Linked DNA regions of Gossypium hirsutum: region 1 is linked to region 2. Evidence: chromatin contacts called from public Hi-C data. All regions are on one chromosome and are shown on one strand. Each heading gives the region's core, a stretch centred on a gene start, on an enhancer-like site or on the middle of the called end of the contact. The rest is flanking DNA. Distances are from core to core; before and after follow the strand shown.

Region 1 (6,820 bases), core at 3,455-5,954, 130 kb after region 2:
TACTTGCATAGAGGATTTCTTGCAAAGGACATTGTTTGCAATGCTGTACATGATTGCCAGAAGCAGTGATTGAATGTCACTAAAGATGCTAACTAAACCAATGCCATTCTGCAAGCATAGCTAACATGAAGTCAAGATGCAGTATAGGGAAGTAAAAGGAAATATTCTACTTTAAATATTAACCATGAGTCAAAAACAGAAGAAATATATTTCTCAAATATTGAAGAACTATGATCATGTTAAGTTGGTTAAAGTTTCTGATAAAGAATACACTCCTCAATCCTATTAGCAACACATTCATGGATCTTACTTGAAGTTCATGGATTCCAGAGTAACTAATACTAAAGCTACACAAACATTATATCAGGCATTTCTGCATGGAAAATAATACTTACAGACTCTCCAGATTGATCAATGAAGTTTTTCACTTGTGAAACACATTGTAAAATCTCCTTGACTTCCTCTGTAACCAAGTCATTCCGGTGCTTGCTAGTACCGTCACCTGATACCATCTCAGGACCAGAAAGCATTTTTGACACCGACTTCTGATGAAAGGCTTTACCAAAAGCGACACATTCACCCATTCCAGCTAGTGCCATGAGTATTTGAAGCTTTCGTGTGTGACTAGTCAAATACACCTCCATATCCATTGGCTTTATCTTCTGACAAGCTTTAATTAATATATCTAATGCTGATAGTTCAACAGGGGTAACACCATCACCCTTTGGGTCAGATGCCAGTGAAGGTGATAAAGAATTGGCAGAAAAAAGAAGAGGAGCAAGCAAAGTTACACATTCCACGTACACCTCTTTCTCAATCATCTCACCTAGAGTCTTCTCCAACAAGAAATCAACCTTTAACAAATTAATTTCATGAAGAATCCTTTCAACAGTTAGCTCTTTAGAAATCTTACAATGTGGCAGCTGCACCATACAAGAATTGTCTGCATTTTCATTCTTTGCCAAAAGTGACATGGAAATGCAGAACTCCTCGTAAGCTTTTGCCTTGTTCCCATCCTGAACAGATAACTTTCCACTCAACCAGAAGTAACGAGCCCAGAAGGGACTTTTGTTGGATAACAAGGAACTATCTAAATGTGAACTTTCACAAATGGAGCTATCAGGTGATATTGCATCAGTCCCTTGGAAGCTCTTAAATGAACAGAAATTCTTATTCCCAAATGTCGAATGAAACGGATGATCTAAAGCTACTGATTCAATTATTTTACAAAGATGGTAGGATGCCTCTGATAAGAATTCATTGGAATTGGAAGGAGAAGACCCAATGTCATAATACAACTCCGCGAGAAAAAGACTACATTCAGGAGTCCTATCCTGCCCCCAATTCCTTAGAAGCTTCTCCAACTCAAGGAATTTGACATGCGCATCTCGACACACAAGGCTTTTACTTGCAGCATGTTCCAAAAGCAAGTGACCAATATGGTAAGCACCATAATTTTTTGAAGTTTCTCTTACAAACTTAGCAACATCTCTACTTTCCATATCCAAGGAATTAGCTTGATCAGCACATGAGACAGAACAATTATCAATATCTTCAGAATCTTTGCTGTCTGGTTTACTGATGACAAAAGGTTCAAGTAATTGAAGCACAATCTTGGCCAAATCCTTACCTGCAGTAAAATCTAATTCTTCTTTGCCAGGTTTACGGCTCCTAAGACTTTCAAGACGAGTACTCCGTCTCTCCTGTGGTTGTTCTTCCAAAAGATTTGATTCTTTTTCTTTCGAGTTACTAGCTCTTTGAGAGTCATTATCATTGGGAGGCATGCCTTCACCACTAGGAGGTAAAGTAGGTTCTTTCTTTTCCACAGGCTCCATCACAATTTCGGCACAAGGAGGGAAGAGAATGCTTAACCTGACATCCCCAGATCTGTGCAATTTTCCAGTCCCGACCTCAGAACCACAACCATTTAGCGGAAGTAAAATTCCCAGGAGTCCATCAATGAGAGCTGCCCAGGAAGCTTCTGCAATTTGCAATTCTATGTTCTGGTTCAACTTTTTGAGTGCAGTACCTTCATCTAGATTCTCATCAGGTGCTTTTCTCTTGTCATGGAATTTAAGACGTACATGTTTAGGTTCCAGCTTATCTATACCTCTAGGAGCAAAAGGAGCTGATTCTGTTTCCTCAATTGTATTTTTGACATGCAAAGCACGAGAATGTGATGGCCAATGCCTTAAAATCAACTCTGCAACAGAAAGGCATGCAACTTCATCACCAATGGCAATGAGAACTTCCAACAGTTTCTCCATGCAATTCCCTGACACACAATATAAATGGATTGTATGCATCATGAAAGTTGAGCAGACAGAGCACAAAAAGAGAAGCAAACACAGGATACGACTGAAGCATATAAATACTCACAATTATTAGGACTGCACAAAAGTCCCTGCTCAAAAGCCCAACGTGAAATACTCAATGAACCCATTGAGCATGATAGAGTCCCCAGCTGGTTCCAGACAACCGAATCTTTGTTATCAATCTCTACAGCTTGAAGATAACAACGCAAAGCACTCTCATAGTGACCTGAACCTTGTTGAAGAAAAACAGTGGCAAGGTTCTTCAATACCAAAAATCTGCACAAAGCTAGATGAAATACATTAACATTTATGCTTACTAGATTTAGATGTCATAATGAAACATAGAATTAGCACATAAATCTAAATCACAGAAATTTTATTTAATCAAACCAGAGCACCGCTTGAATTAATCAACACTATTATAAAATGAAACCTTAACAGAAATTTATAGGACACAATTTACATAAAACTTCAAGCCAATGACTTTAGGTGTAGTGCTTTGCATTCTAAGATCAAAACTGTGCAAGGAAACTACTTAAAAACAAAGTGAGATATAGTCCATGAGATAGATCTTAACTTGAGTTGTAACAGATGACCATCGGTAGTATTGTTATCCACCTGAATAAATTAGAAAAAAAGAATAATTATTTTAAGGATATAATATATATTTATATGTTAAAGCATTTGCAGCTGAAATATATTTCATGGAACAAACAGATACTTCAGCATTTGAAATAAGAGGATCTTTCAAAACGGATTCTAACAGTTCGCGAGCCTTTTCATAGTCTTTAGCCTGTAACTTGAGAAGCCCATCATGGTAAGCTTGTGTAAGATGGAATTCCTGCAACAAATGATTCAAGAAATTAATTTTATTCTTTGAAATACAAAAAAGGACCCTAAATTCATTCTTTAGGGAACCAAAAAACAAAGCCTTCAAATTGTTCAACCAACCCCAAAAAATAATTCACAGAATCACAACAGCAAAGCAACTTCTTGTTTTTTCCTTAGCTTTATCAAACTTGAGATTGACATTATGAACATAAATAAGATTCAAAACAGAGGCCAAAATGAAAAAAAAATGAAATTTGGAACAGAATTTTGCTCTAATTAATTGCATTCAATGTCACGCTTATGAAAAAGAAATAGGAGCACACCTGGGCTTCTTTAGTAGGAGCTAAGGGTTCCCATTGGCCTCTGGAATCTGTGTCGTTAATAGCTGCAATTGAGAACTGAAACAGACACAAACACACGAAAAAAACAAAGTAAATTTAAAATTTATAAAAAAAAATCACTCCTCTCGAAACCAGTCAATACAAGATTAAAGAACCAAACGATTACGCACCATTTTTTTTTTAAACTTCCTCGTACGACAGCTGCCTTGAGGAGACTCTTCGAGTAGTTGCTGTTTTGGGGGGTTTTTTGTTTGCTTCAGATTTAGGCGGGTTCTATTGTTAGTTTATCGGGGGTTCTCAGGTTTAATATTTTCACTTTCTCGTTAGCAATAAGGGAAAATAAAATAGTTTAAATTCTGCTATTAGTCCCTGTGTTATGTATAAGTTGTGTATTTACTCTCTTTTTTATTTTGGTAATTTCAGTCCTTGTAATTTTAGAATGGTAGCTATTATGTTAAAATATGCCATAAATCCCTGCATTCTTCAAAAGTTTTGAATTTAGTTCTTATATTTTTATTTTTAGGAATTTAGTCTTATTTCTGGGGTTTTAAAATTCGAGTCTAATTGTTAATGCTATTAATTTTTTTGGTTAAATTTATTGTCGTGACATTTTAAAATAAAAAAATTCATTTGGTAGCTATGTAACTAAAAAAATAAAATTATAATAAACCTGAATTTAGCAAAATAATTTTAATAGTGTTAACGATTGCACATGAATTTTTGAAATTTGAAAAGTAAAAAGACTAAATTCTTAAAAATAAAAAGTACATGACTAAATTTTAAATTTACAAATAGTACAAGGACATGTGGCATCTATTAACCTAGTTCTTAAACTCATTAAGTCAAATTCTATTGTTTTCAAAATTTGATACAATAATCATATTATTACATATGTAATATCAGGTCAGTTTACTACTATTTATATTATAACTAGAAATTTGAAATTCAAAAATATATCAATTAAGAACGATATATAGACAAAATCTATAATTTTATACATGATATATTAACTACTATCATTCGGTTAAGAACAAATTTTAAAATTGAAAAAGTAAAAGGAACTAAATTTGACTAATTTGAAAATTATAAAGACTAAAATTAATTCAAGTAAAGTATAGTTACTAAATACAATACTTGCTCAAAGTACAGGGTCTAACCGCAGAATTTGACCAAATAAATTAGCATAACAGGTCCAGCCTTCCTCCCAGAAGAAAACGATGTTGTTTTAAAAGGCCTAAACGCCATACCTATACGCCTTTCATCAAATTATGAAATAGAATTTTCACTGCGGTGACTGGAACAGAGATTCAAACTGAGATCGATCAGAGTGTCGGATTCCGGTCAGTACTGTCAAATTCATAAACTCTTAATGAAATTTTTACATAAATAATTGGGTTTTGGGAGTTTTCTTTTTTTTAATTCATTTCGAATGGGGAATCTTAATGCTCTTTTAATTTTTCTTTTACACATTTTGACGAATAGTTGGCGGGCTTGAAAGCTGAAAGCTTTTGCTTCTTGGCATTAATTCAATTATAATTTTTTTATTTTTTTTCCTACCTGTGATTTTGGTGTGCCAGATTCAAGATCTTGAGGAGCCAAATTTTCTTCTTATCTACAATGCTTCATTCAATTAAATTCAATTTCTTCATCCCAATCTATATTGTCATCTTCATTGTTAGCAGCTCAATCTTCAGTCATGGGAAAATGCAAGTAACCTAAAAAAAATGATCAATTTTTGTGTCAATCACTTCTTCGATCTTTTTTTCACTTGTAAGATAAGAATGTCGCTGTTTTCCCTTCTTCTTTTTTTGCAGGCTAGACGGCGCCGTTTTGAATGTTGGAGAGGAGCTAAAGGCGGAAACTTTGTCGCTTAAAATGGGTTCTCGAGTCTATAAACTGCAAGATCTGAAATCATTAACTTGGTACGAAGTGAAGATCTCGTATCCAGCTTCCGTATGTAATTTCTTTACTATGATTTTGCCTATTTTTGGCGTTTTCAGTTTCAAAAGCTGAGCTTTGATTTTTTATTGAAAGATTCCCGCTAGTTTTTCTTTGCAACTGAAGAAAGGGGATTTAGAATCTGGGTTAAACAGGAACAGAAGATTGTTGAATACAGAGAAGTTGATATTCAAGACTGATAATCTTGACTCCATTAATGATCAGGTTTTAGCCTATGCTGATGAACTTTCTTTTGATGCAAATTTAGTCTCCAATGTTTGAAATATTATATAGAATTAAAGTAGTTTTATATGCTTCTGTAACTTTTTGTACGAGTTCAATGGGTATATTTCATGTTCCATTCTCATTGATCATTGATCATTGATCATGTATGTTGAAGACGGTATTCTTGATCGATATGATAGAGATGTCGAACCAATTCAGAACTGCAGTATATGACATATACAATTATATTGGTAAATTCAATGATTGGATTGTTAAGATATTAATCTACAAAAAAAGTTACGGAAGTCTGTAAATCTACTTTAGTTTTACATTAGGATTAAATCACTATTTGGGGTCTGAACTTGGCAACTTCTCCTGCATTGGTGCTTAAACTTATTTTTTGTTCAAGTTAGACCTTGAACTTGGGCAATTGTTCTCACATTAGAGCCTGAACTAAACAACTATTCCACATTGAGGCTTGAACCTTTTTCTTTGTCCAAGTTAGTCCCTAAACTTGGCAATTTGTCCCATATTGTGACCTGAACTTGGCAATTACTCCCACATTGGGGCCTAAACTCGAGGGTTTTCAAGGACTAACTTGAACAAAAAGAAAGTTCAAGCCCCAATGTGAGAAAAGCTGTCAAGTTCAGGCCCCGAAAAGTGATTTAACCCTTTACGTTAATGTAAGATTGTAAGTGGATTCTTCATACACACACACACACACAGAGTAATGCTAAAGAAGCTCGGTTTTGCTCAGGGCGGATTGCACATTTTGGTGACTGTGGAGCCCGAAGGTTTTGTGGCAATACCCAACACAAAGGAAAGAGAGTTCATCATCTTCAATATAGGTAAGCCAACTATTTCCTAGCTCCTTTTAGCCCCTTTTGATCCTGCAGAGGGTTCTTTGAAATTGGTTAGGGGAAAAGTTAGAAATTTGTTTTAACATAATCTGATGAAAATGATGGAAGGAAAAAAATAAAGCAGATCCAGAAATAAATGCGATAATAGGTGGTGGTTGTGATGAAAAATGAATATGGTTGAAGAAGACGAAAAGTGCACTGGTTGAGATAAAACATCACAGTAGTGAGTAGCTAAATAAATTCAAAAACTTACCACCCATTTCGAGAGTAGTTTCGGTTTTCATATGCTATGACACCTTGCTAGTTATGT
Region 2 (7,287 bases), core at 4,725-7,224:
ATTTCGCTTGATTATTAGTGAATTAGTATTATAGCCATTTCCTGAGCACCTAGTTTTCAAATAATCGACTCAAAAAGCATTATATATAATATCTTTTGAGGTAAACATCTATTTAACTACATGCATCTCTCGTCGCCATTTTAGTGAAAGGAGCAGATAACTCGGGAGTTGATGCAAATGGAAATGCTTTTGATTTCACTTCGAAGCTGCTACACTTAGCATGGCATCCAACCGAGAACTCTATTGCCTGTGCTGCATCCAACAGTCTTTACATGTATTATGCATGAAGAGGATCCAACGAAGCTTGCAATTATTTTTGCTGGGCAGAGCTTTTGGAGAGATTGCTTTGCCTTCATACCTTATTTAATGATGCAGAAAAGCTGCACCCATTTGTTGAACTCTTGGCGATTCTTCGAAGTCCAATCATTTCGACCACCACCAAAGCTCAATGCCGCTGTTGTTGATTTTGTCGATGAAGTACATTGACTTTATGATTTGATGGCCACTGATATTAATATTCTTTTGTAGGGATAGACACACAGTGCTATCCCTATTCTGTTTTGATTAGGATGAAGAAAATTCAATAGCACAACTCCATCTAACAACTCAACCACCACCCCCCCCCCCAAAAAAAAAAAAACTTCTATAATTAGAGGCTTCTGCTGCAATGTTACCAGGTTTGAGTTTGAGATAAATGAGATGTCAACCAAAATCTTCAGGAAAAAAAGGAGCTTATAATTCTCATTGGTTAAAATGTTATTGTACCATTTAGACTATATAAGTTTAACACATTTCTGAATTTTAGTTTATTAATAATTATTATTGTTATCAAATTCCTAACTATTCTTTTTGTTACTCCACAGAATTGCCGCTGGTTTGTATTGGTTTTTGGATGGTGTAGAAGTGGAAGAAGCTCTCCTTTTAAATCAAATTTACTGATGTCCATTTTAATTGATCTAAACAAATAATAAAATGCTAATTACTTATCAGTATCTGTGTAGATGTTGAAATTATGAGTTGTATGCACTATGCACGCAATATCAGCTTCGGTTGTAGCTTAAAAATTAAAATAAAGGAATAAGACAGAGATGCAAATGTTTAAATATTAAATTTATTGGACATTATTGTATTATAAACTTCAGGTACCTGAATTGTTCCTAGTACAAGAGACAAGCCCAAAGGCCTATTTGGCATGTCGTGGGTGGCTACTTTAGTTCTTAGACCACCCTTATGTATTTCGAGTATGGACTATTTGTATTTTTATTAAAATATTATTATTTTGTTCATATTTGTTCAATTAAGACTTTTTATGATTTTCTTTATAAATAGAGATTATTGGTTAGATTAAAAAGGCATCACTTAAGTGTTGACACTCTATTAAAATCTAGTGAGATTTATTTTCTTAAATAAATTCTAAATTTTAAGAGGGTTTGTATTTCAGTTTTTAACCTTTGAGAGTTGTTGATATTCATTTCAAGTATCAATAAAGTTTTCATTAAGTGTTCACTGCTTCGCAATTAGAGCCTACAGTCTAAGCAAGTAGAGATTTGAGAATAATAGAGAAGATCGTGTTAGTCAAAAACTAGGAATATCTTATATTGTCTATTCCTAACACAAGTGCGAATTTGATAAATAATTTATTGTTATAAATATCACAACAACCATTTACAAAAAAACCATATTGGCTTTAATCAACTCTTTCAAAATTAAACAAGCTGAAGTTATGATAACCTCCTCCACAATATTAAAAAGTTGAAGTAAAAGTTCTATCAAAAAAGAAATAAGAAATTAATCTTGTAAGAAAATCTCCATTGAGCATTTTACTTATAGAAAGTCAAACATAATACATGCTATGGTGGTAGGCTAGATTATCTATTTATAAGTATGTCTTAGCCTTACTTGAATTCTAAGTAATTAGTAATTATTAACGGCTAGTTCTCCATTCTTGTTATAGTTGAAAAATACTTTTTAGAAAAAAGCTTGGAAGAAAAGTGTTGTGAAAAAATATAGTTTATTAATTTTTAGTGTTCTCCATTACTATTAAAATTTCTGTTTGAAGGTTAAAATGTACTTTTTGGATATGATAGTGGAAATTTAAAAATTAATTAAATTATATGATATTTAAATAATTTAATATAATGGTACATAAAGTATAAATGTTAAATAATTTTTAAGTAATTAATATAAATTATTTGTAAATTAATGATACATAAATTCCTTTAAAAACTTAAATATAATAATAATTTATATTTAAATAATCTAATATAATGATAAATTATATTTAAATAATTTGATATAATGGTACATAAAATATAAATTAATCTAATTTTTATGTACTTGTAAATAACTAATATAAATAAGGATATTTTGATTATTTTCGCTTTCAAACGCAAAAGTTAAAAGTTAAAAGCACCTAAATTCCAACTTTTGCGTTTGGGTGGAAAAACACACTTTCATCGTTGTTGGAAAAACTTTCCTGTTGTTAGGATAATTTCTATTTTAATCACTCAACCGTCAAGTCATTAGCGACATCTGATATTACAAGTCACCTCATTACCACGTGAATTTTTTCGACGTCAATAAAACTATTTTTTTTCCATGTAAAAAAAAATTGAAACATTTTGTAGCCCTAAAAAGACAGATTAAATCTTTTGATATCGTCTAGACGGATCGGGATAAAAAATCCCAAAAATTCCAAAAGCTGAGAAATTTAGGTTAGGGACTTTGATAGATTGTTAAGAGCACTAGAAAGAAATGTAGGGTTTTGATATATTTGTATTGCAAATATTTGGGTTCGTAGAGTCTGTATTGTTGCTCAAGATTCGAAAAAAAAATCTGCTCCAGTTGCTGTTCAAGATTTGAACAAAAGACCTACTCGAGTTGCTGTTAAAAATGGCGAAAACAAGCTTTAGAAGCAATTGAAGCGCCCGATTACAATTGCAAAAATGAATTGAAAGCATTCGATGAAACAAAATCAAGAGTGAAATGGCTCGTAGATTCTAACGTATCGAAGATTCCAACCATTTTCATCAATCAATAGTATAAGCTCGAGAGAAACAACAACATCCATGGCGACTCCATCAATGGTGGAATCTCGATCGTAGGAAAATATTTTACAAAGTTTATTGCCACCATTCATTATCAACAGATTAGGAATTTTGCAATACAAACAAATATAATTTTTACCTAAAGTTATGGCACAAAGATAAAAATTGATATTAAAGTTTTGTAATGGACAGTTTCAACGACTTATTTCTCCTATTCCTTAACCCAATTTAAATTAGCTTACAATTGATTAATCCTTTACTCACTGAAACTAGAAGTTGAAGATTGTAATTCTGTGAATTAACAACACGAAAAAAAAAACGTATGTAAATTAAGGAATATTTTAATAAGGAATAGCAAATAACTATTATAGAAACCTAATTTAAATAAACTTACAATTGATTTCAACTTCTAAAAATGGAAGACTATTAACAACCTAATTTAAGTGGAAAAATAATATTTGAAGTCCATATAAGTGCACGCTTTAAATTTAAAAATCTAATATTTGCACGCTTTAAATACCCATATAAGTGCTGAAAATACTTAGTTTCGTCACCTCTTATTTTATTTCCTGACTTGAATTATTTGCAGGGACCAAGTTGCTACTGGTTTTCTGAAAGAACAAGTATGGGGAATTCTATGCCAGATTGAGAATATCTACCAGAATTCTGTCTTCTTCCTGTTCTTGAGAAAATAGATGAACCCATCAGTCGGGTTCAATTTGGTGCTGTTAGCAGATATTGGCATTCACTTTTCAATACTTTTCTTGACATCAAGAGGCGATCATCCACAAATCTATTTCCAATGCTGATGATTCCATCCAAAAAGAGCGCCACAAAGCGAAAAATATACAGCCTACAAGCCAAATCAAAAATCGCTGAGATTGAATTTCCCAAGCCTTATACATGGAGATACTGTGGTTCTTATTATGGTTGGTTAGCCACAGTAGATGAGAGCTTCAATATAACTCTTTCAAATCCTTTTGAAAATCTTAGCATTCATCTTCCTCAGTTTGACAGCATGGCATATGATAGTGGGCACTACACATATAAAATTTTAAAGGTTGTGTTATCAGATGATCCCTTGTTGCATCCGAATGATTTTGTAGTTGTCATAATTTATAGTGTTTATGGCAGATTAGCCTTCTACAGACCTCGCCAAAAAAATTGGATATACATGGATGTCGATGAAGATCAATCTCTTTTCCTTGTTATTCTTTTCCATAAAGGTTTGGTTTATGCTATCTGTATCATTCGATGTTAATGGTGTAGAAGATGATGAAAGTTCAAAGCTACCAAAATTGAACACAAGTATATCTTGTTAAGTCATCTATGGGAAATTTATACTCCATCCATAAACATCTAGATTTTGAAGAGGTTGGTGAAAGAAGTGTTCATTGGAAAAAAAATTCACAGTTTTCAAATTGATTTTAGATGATGAAAACGGTAAATTGCTAGAAAAGAAAGAGGTAGACAGTATAGATGGAGATATAGTTTTTGTGGGTGATAATAAGACCTTAGCAGTTTCAGTTTTGGATTTTCCCGAAGGCCAGCCTAATTCTATATATTTCACGGATGATTTTATTGATAGGGATACATATGAGATATTGGGTCCTCGAGATATTGGTATTTTTCATTTGAAAGATGGAAGCTTGAAAAAATATTATCAATTAAAATCCTCGTACAAAGATCTTTCTCCTTATATTTGGATCTCGCCCTCAAAAGAGTATAATTAGAGTTTAGGATGGACGTTTACTTCATTATTATCATCCTCTTCACAAAATTTGTCATTCTTAAATTTTACTCAATTATTATACAATTGTTTTATGTATTTGTTAATATTAAGTTTACTCAATTTATTTTATTTATAGAAATATTAATTAGAACAGAATAACCGTTACAAAAGCAAATAACTATTATAGAACTTACAATTGATTTCAACTTCTAAAAGTGAAAGAATATTAACATCTTAATTTAAGTGGAATAATAATACCTGAACTATTTCGAAGAAGGAAGACTATTGACATCCTATTTCTTTCCTAAAAGTTTTCTATCTTGGATTGAAGCTGCACTTTTTTCTTATTTTGTTGGTAGATTTAATTTCAAAGAAAAGAAGGAAGAAGGATCGGTTGAGTTTTTATCCTTATGTATTAAGGTTTAAATAAATTTATTTTTCTTGGACATAAAGCTGATCAGATTTAATTAGAGATGAAGCATTTCTTAAAATTAAAAGAGAAGATTTTGTGTCAATAATTTCTTTATTTTAAATGTTGATTTATCTCCTTTGTTTCTTGGAGAAAATGTAGAACTCGGCCTATTTATTACCCCACATGTTGGGGGTGTACCGTCAGTGCTTTTTGTCAAGTGGTTTTTTGCTCCCTATTTTTGCATTTGTGTTAGGTACTTCATTGGAGAATAAAATTTGTTTTAGGTAAAATTGTTTGGGTGAATAATTGTAACATTGGAGGTGTTTTGTGTAAACGTATATTGAACTTTTTTTTTTTTAATACGAATTTGAATTTTTTTGTTGAATATAATCATTCACTTAACAAAATTAAGTAGAGTAAAATTGGTGAATTTAGATTGCGTTAACAAATCACATGTGTTATTAAATTATCTTGTTTCAAACATGTGAAACATTGCATTAGACATCTAATAAAATGTAAAATTTTTAAAAATAATATTTTAAATTAAAATTTACAATTGTAATTAAATGAGATTTAATCAATATTTATAAATATCTATATAAAATATACATGGACTTGATAATTAGATGGATTAATTTAGTTTTGAGTAGAATTTATTCAAGTTATCATTCGAGTTTAAGGCTCAGTTCTGTCATCATAAATTCGTATAGTTTTGAAATTTGATCTCTTTAAATCTTTTTAAACTATTTAAATTGAGATATTTCAAGCTCGAATCACCACGAATTTTAGTTTTGAATCGATTTAGATTTAAGTTATTGTCGATTAAATTAGATTGATTCCCGGATTAAAATGGATGCATTACGAAGGAAAACACTTTGTTTAGTCTCCTAACCCACACGTGGTAGGCAACGAACCATTACAACAAAGACAATTAATAACACCACAAAACATAAACCATAACCCGAGAGTGAGTTGGTAACTGAGTCAAAATCTTCCAAATCTCTGGGCCTCTCCAAAGGGAATCCTCTCTTCTCTAGAAACCACCGTCGAGCCATGGCTCTAATCACCCGAACCACTGCCAATCGCCTCCCTCACCTCCTCTCCCTACAGCGTGCCCTCGCTATTCACACCACCGTCCCTTCTCTCTCCTCTTCTGCCACCCCAACCACATACGCCCGGCCTTCTCCGCCGTCCACCTCCGGCACTCCCTCCAGTCTCTCTAAGCCTGCTGAGTACGTGATCTCCAAGGTCGATGACCTCTTGAACTGGGCCCGTCGTGGGTCCATCTGGCCCATGACTTTCGGCCTCGCTTGCTGCGCCGTCGAAATGATGCACACCGGTGCTTCTCGCTACGACTTCGATCGCTTTGGTGTCATTTTTAGGCCTAGCCCTCGCCAATCCGATTGCATGATTGTTGCTGGCACTCTCACCAACAAAATGGCCCCTGCTCTTCGCAAGTATTATCTCATCTCATTCTTAGGGTTTCATTTTAAAAAAGTTAATTTATGATCCTTTATTTTGATCTGTATGTTAGATTTGGGATTTCATGAGAATGTGAACTGTTGCAGTCCCAACCTTTTCTTAGCTCGTTGGGTTACAGGCGTAATCGCAAAATTCAATTCGTGAACGCTCTATTTGATTTGTGTTAAGGATATATTTACAATTTAATTTGTGACTGAATTGCTTTGATTTTTGGAAGATATTTTTTTCTTTGAAATTGGTGGATTGTTTTTGGGAATATGATACATAAATTAAAAATGAACTGAAAAGCTACTTGAGGCTGTTTCTTCTTTAACATGATACATAAATCGAGAAGGTTATGTATATTTTTTCTATTACTCTATTCAACTTATGAGTTTCTTTCTGATTATCGGGAGAATTGTTGAAGAGTTAGTAACGTAAAAAACTATGATTGCATCATTTTGTATCTGTAATCTTTTAAGCCCTTAGCTCGGTTGACCAAACATAGATCTTAATGGTGTAAAACCTGAAGCTCAAGCTTGAATGGTCCTGGATAAGTTCGTGTGGTCTAACTGGGGCTTGATGTTTTAGGAAGAAGATTCATAGTTATTACAAACATATTAGTACACATTGAT

What was found. A called contact is a pair of places that touch in the nucleus more often than the background predicts.
Region 1: a Hi-C map of leaf shows a contact between it and region 2, with 1.9 times the contacts expected there. The contact joins the promoter of LOC107929862 here to the promoter of LOC107929950 in region 2. A contact is called at or near these places in 3 of 34 Hi-C or Micro-C datasets (all in leaf).

Annotation. Positions count from the first base shown.
Region 1 is chrA07:2,711,413-2,718,232 of Gossypium_hirsutum_v2.1, forward strand. LOC107929862 reads left to right here and starts at 4,705. Exons shown (of 6, transcript XM_041118048.1): 1 at 4,705-4,709; 2 at 4,765-4,827; 3 at 5,302-5,440; 4 at 5,522-5,650; 5 at 6,408-6,498. The coding sequence starts at 4,705. LOC107929931 (calcineurin-binding protein 1) reads right to left here and starts at 3,794. Exons shown (of 19, transcript XM_016861476.2): 1 at 3,658-3,794; 2 at 3,470-3,544; 3 at 3,037-3,156; 4 at 2,893-2,933; 5 at 2,380-2,591; 6 at 396-2,275; 7 at 1-108. The coding sequence starts at 3,660.
Region 2 is chrA07:2,577,323-2,584,609 of Gossypium_hirsutum_v2.1, forward strand. It overlaps LOC107929950 (NADH dehydrogenase [ubiquinone] iron-sulfur protein 7, mitochondrial), which reads left to right and starts at 5,975. Exons shown (of 2, transcript XM_016861501.2): 1 at 5,975-6,648. The coding sequence starts at 6,245. LOC107929896 (serine/threonine protein phosphatase 2A 55 kDa regulatory subunit B beta isoform) reads left to right here. Exons shown (of 14, transcript XM_041117156.1): 14 at 145-833. The coding sequence ends at 287.